Regions from separate parts of the Mus musculus genome. Here region 2 is linked to region 1. A link is a contact called in public Hi-C data. All regions are on one chromosome and are shown on one strand. The core of a region is the stretch at or near the end of the contact, and the rest is flanking DNA. Distances in the headings are between cores, read along the strand shown.

Evidence for each region. A called contact is a pair of places that touch in the nucleus more often than the background predicts.
Region 2: a contact with region 1 is called in a Hi-C map of the G1E-ER4 cell line, with 2.3 times the contacts expected there. The contact joins two enhancer-like sites. A contact is called at or near these places in 7 of 39 promoter capture datasets (the 3T3-L1 cell line, the C10 cell line, cranial neural crest and 3 more), 1 of 484 Hi-C or Micro-C datasets (the G1E-ER4 cell line), 8 of 115 datasets of contacts at active chromatin or transcription factors (T-cell acute lymphoblastic leukemia, acute myeloid leukemia, embryonic forebrain and 3 more) and 2 of 9 other capture datasets (adipose tissue and embryonic stem cells).

Annotation. Positions count from the first base shown.
Region 1 is chr11:40,745,299-40,747,851 of GRCm38.p6, forward strand. No RefSeq gene overlaps it. Among named protein-coding and RNA genes, the nearest start is that of Ccng1, 8.7 kb to the right of the region's middle. Within about 2 kb of position 1,278, at least 18 of the 459 cell types and tissues checked have an H3K27ac peak or open chromatin away from gene starts, as enhancers often do. A contact at or near this core is called in the G1E-ER4 cell line, where this site is marked.
Region 2 is chr11:43,702,511-43,705,063 of GRCm38.p6, forward strand. It overlaps Pwwp2a (PWWP domain containing 2A), which reads left to right. Exons shown (of 2, transcript NM_027557.1): 2 at 2,024-2,553. Among named protein-coding and RNA genes, the nearest start is that of Gm34963, 22 kb to the left of the region's middle. Within about 2 kb of position 1,266, at least 31 of the 459 cell types and tissues checked have an H3K27ac peak or open chromatin away from gene starts, as enhancers often do. A contact at or near this core is called in the G1E-ER4 cell line, where this site is marked.

The sequences.
Region 1 (2,553 bases), core at 28-2,527:
ATAGCTCTGTCTAGAAGAGAGTTATTAGAACCTTGTGACCCTTTTACATTTAAAAAAATATTTATTATTCTATGTGCATTCGTGTTTTGCCTACATATATGTCTGTGTGAGAGTGTTAGATTCCCTAGAGGTGGAGATAGAGGCACTTGCGAGCTGCCACATGGGTGTTGGGAATTGAACCTGGGCCCTCTGGAAGAACAGCCAGTGCTCTTAACTGCCGAGTCATCTGTACAGTTCACTCCTTTAAACATCTTTTAGAACTATAAGAAATTATTCAAATTATATAGTTCATTTTAGTTAAATTTTGGCAGTTCTTTTTAAAGTTTTTTCCCCACTTTATGTGTATGAGTATTTTTTCCTGCATGAATGAGCACCACACGTGTAGTGCTCACAGAGACCATACCAGGGCATTGGATCCCCTGAAATTAGAGTTGTAGACAGCTGTGAGCTGCCAAGAGGGTGCTGGGAAGTGAACCCAGGTCTTCTGCAGGAGCAGCCAGTGCTCTTCACCCCTCAGGTCTCCAGCCCCATACATTGTGGCAGTTTTGTATTTCAAGAACTGACTTAAATTATTTGAACTCTGTATAGGTAGACTTGCTTATCATATCTTCTTTTTAAAAAAAAAAACAAAAACATTTATTTATGCATATGAGTACACCACCTTTACTCTCTTCAGACACACCAGAAGAGGGCACCAGATCCCATTACAGATGGTTGTGAGCCACCATGTGTTTGCTGGGAATTGAATTCAGGACCTCTGAAGAGGAGTCTGTGCTCTTAACCCCTGAGCCATCTCTCTAGCCCTTATCTTCTTCATGGCCCATTTTTCTGTTTAAAATTACTTATTTTGTATGTGCATGCAGACATATTTGGCAGCACTTGGAGATGTCTGAGAACAGCTTCGGAAAGTCTGTTCTTCCTTTCCATCCACGTGTTTTCCGGAGACCCCACTCAGCTCACCATGCCAGCCCGCGCGCCTTTACTCTGAGCCTCCTCTCCAGCCCCCATGAATGTCTTCCAGTGTCTGTAGTAGTATATCTTTTTTTTTTTTTTTTCTAATACCAGAGTTAATCTCTTAGTTTTTCTATCGTTTATCACTCTTTCCAAAGAGCCAGTTTTCGGTTTTGATTTTTCTCTTGCTAATTTGTTAGAATTTTATCACCCCATCTTTTTCATTGCTTCCTTCCGCTTGCTCGCTCGCCTGGGTTTCACTTGGCCTCCCACCCCCGTTTCATAAGTAGAATCTTTATTGGCTTTTAAGACCGTCGTCGTAGTCAGTACAGGCAGTGACTGTAGTTTGCACTGATACAGTGCGCTCCACATATGGTGTTCCTTCGTTTCCACTCAGTCTAGAGTGCGTTGTATTTTGATGCTTATCCTTAGAACCACAAATTGTTTGGAAGTCTCAGGTTTCACTTTTAAGTTCTTAGAATTTTGCCTGTTACTCATTTCTACTTTATTACGCAAACACGCTTTGCATGATTTCAGCTTTTTGCTTTTTGGGACCCAAGACCCAGTCTGTCTTGATGACTGTTCCACACGGAGCTGCAAATAGTTACAGGCTGGTTAAGGATGCAATGCCTAGTCAATTCGTTCTGTACGTTTCCAAGAGGAATGTCCTGTTTCCCAACTAATACCTGACCATTTCTCCTTTCATTGCTAGGCATTTGCTTCACAGTTTGTATGTAGTGATAGATTTAGTGATTTTTCGGTTATGTTCTGTCCTCTTCTAGCTGTTTATATTGCTCCAGTGTCTTATTTGTTGAACTAATGTAAAAAAACAAAACAAACAAACAAACAAACCAAAACGATCTGGTTTTGGATTGGGATATAAGCTTCCCAGTGAACACTAAAATGTAGCACATTTTGTTAGGTTGTTTTGTGACGACATGTTTGATAAAGACTACTCTGCTCTTATAAGAGAGGGAAAGTCATCATATTATCCTCTCATGGTAGCACAGAATATGGTTTGCATCATGGGGATTATGCAATTTCATATGTATTAATTCTCCATTTTGGGACAGAATATGCAGAATCATAAGAGCGAAAGGTCCTGGAGTCCAAAGCATGTGAATTTTAATGTTACTTCTAGTACCATGAGTATTCCAGGTATTACTCACTTCTTGTGTCTGTTGTATTTGCTGATTATCTTCATTCAGTTTAGAACTTATGTGAGGTGGGTTATAGTTATACCAACAAATCACTGCTGGCCACAGTCGTTAGATCAGAAATAGCAATTATTTATATACGTATATCTTGTATTTGTTCAAGTGCTTGGAAAGGAAACTTCTGACTAACATGAATCAAGTACAACAGGTTAGGGTCACTTCCTCACAGTGCCTGCTTTATCCCTCATTTAAAGGCCCTAAGAAACATTAACATATCTTGGGAAGGGTTCCTGTGGCCCCACCTATCCCCGAGGGACTGTTGACAAAGGTGACTAAGGGAAGGGATGTGTCTAATTTAGGATTTCTAGTGCTGTGAGAAAATCCCAGGATTCAAAGCAAGTCAGGAAGGAAAGGGTTTGTTGTGCTTACACTTGCACACCACAGA
Region 2 (2,553 bases), core at 16-2,515, 3.0 Mb after region 1:
AGGATTTGAGTTTGAGGCCAGCCTGGTACTATACTACATAGCAGTTTCTAAGCTAGCTTAGAATACGTAGTGAACATAATTTCAAAAAGTAAGCAAAATCATTCAGATTATTATGCCTTAAATTCTCCAGCCTAAAGATTTATTAATTTTTAGCGAGGATAATGAGAGGATCCTATCCTTTTTGTTTGGTTGTTTTTTTTTGTTTGTTTCTTTGTTTGTTTTGTTTTGGTTTTTTTTTTTTTTTTTGAGACAGGGTTTCTCTGTATAGCCCTGGCTGTCCTGGAACTCACTTTGTAGTCCAGGCTGGCCTCGAACTCAGAAATCCGCCTGCCTCTGCCTCCCAAGTTCTGAGATCAAAGGCGTGCACCACCACGCCTGGTGTTTTTTTGTTTTTGATATAGAATCTTTCTCAATAGTCTTGGCTGTCCTAGAACTTGATACATAGATCAGGCTAGCCTTGAACTCACAAAGATCCTCCTGTCTCTGCCTCCTGATTACTAAGATTAAAGGCATGAGCCACCACAACTGGCTAAAGATTTATTTTTAAAAAGTTATTCTGAACCTTCTGGAGAACATTTAAGAGGACAAGAACATAAAACACAGAAACAAATGAGCAAAAAACCCAAACACTTGTTATTTTCAAAAACTGACATATAGAAAACATTTTCTTCTAATTTACAGGGTTCCTCATGACCTGATAGTCTGCTGCTATCATTGGTTCTCTGTAACTTTGCCTTATAAAACTGGCATTAACATTGTCTTGTGCTAGATGTTGTTGTCTCAGTGTTTTTTAAAATTTGCATCCTGACATACACTGAGATACTTGGAATATGGTTTTGTTTTTATGAAAATGCAATAAAAACAGCAAATTTAACTGAAAGTTTCTTTATTTCAACCAAGTTACATTGATCCAGTTACATTTCCAGGTTTGTCTGAGAAACAGTTCTTATTTTCTGCTCATTCTCCTTCCTACTGAAGCTGGGATCTATTTATACATGCATACTGGGATCTATTTATACATGCATACTGGGATCTATTTATACATGCATACTGGCTATACAACTGGTTTGAAATTGGATTACACTTGAAAATACTGCTTGTCTTTTATTCTTTCCTTTGCTTTCTCTCTTTGAGACAAGAGACCTTGGCTGTGTTGTACAAGTTGGCTTTAAACTCAATCCTTTGTCACACCCTCCTGGGTACTGCCACTGCAGATTCTCGCCAGTCTGCCCAACTGAAATAATTTCTGAATGTAGTTTGTGGTTTTAAAAAGTGAAACTCAGGGACACTGAAGGGATGAGTCATCAGTTAGGAGCACAAACTGCTCTTCTGGACCTGGGTTCAGTCACCAGTACCAACACAGCAGATCACAATAATAATAATAATCTGTAACTCCAGTGTGGGGGATTCTTTTCTGGCTTCTGAAGGCACTGTACTCATGGTATATATAGATGATATTCATAGAGCCAAAACACCAGTATATACAAAGTAATACAAAACAAACTTTGAAACCACGCAGCTCTGCCTTGTCAGCATTGGAAATACTTTGAGCATCTGATTCTGTGCTGTTTAAACTGACCTGGAACTTCAGGTGTTCCTGCCTTAGCCTTGAGTGCAGAGATTACCAACAGGTGCTACCACCCTGGCTGGTATTAAGCTTTTGAGAGGTATTATGTATGACCAGAGGAAAATGATGACGTCTAATATATGGGTGCATTTACTGGAAAATGTGCATGGTTCAGTGAGTTTAATACCACATGGCATCTCATATTAATCTGTCTGATAACAGATCCATTTTAAATAAAGCCACTCTGGTATTGCCTAGAGTAACCATTTATTTCGGTTATTTCTAGTTTCTCTCTAAATGTAGAATCAAAAGAAGTGGAGAATTTTGTTACTTTGGAGACAGCAGTAGTTTATTTTAGATTCGTGTATAGATGCGTATGAAGTTGTTTACGTTTAAGAAGTTGAGTTACAGATATCAACTCACTAGCTTTCTTTTGTTCTTCCATTTCCTTCAAAGGTTTGGGCCCCATGGGATCCCTGTGACAGTATTTCCCAAAAGGGAATATAAGGACAAACCGGACGCCATGCAGCTCCAAAGTACCACATTCCAAGAAGGGATAGAAGTCAAGCAGGAAGTGAACGGTGCTGTTCCCGATGACCTCTCTCCAGTCCCTCCTCCTGAGCGCCTGTGGGCTTCCAAGCCACCTCCTCTCTTCCATGAAGGAGCACCTTACCCTCCCCCCTTGTTTATCAGGGACACATATAACCAATCAATACCTCAGCCGCCGCCTCGGAAAATTAAGCGACCCAAACGAAAAATGTACAGGGAAGAACCCACTTCAATAATGAATGCGATTAAGCTACGGCCCAGGCAAGTCCTGTGTGATAAGTGTAAAAACAGTGTTGTTGCTGAAAAGAAGGAAATTAGGAAAGGTAGCAGTGACTCTTCTAGGTATGAAGATAAAAAACGGAGAAATGACAGTGTAGCTACTGTGAACAAAAAACTGAAAACTGACCATAAAGTGGATGGGAAAAACCAAAACGAAA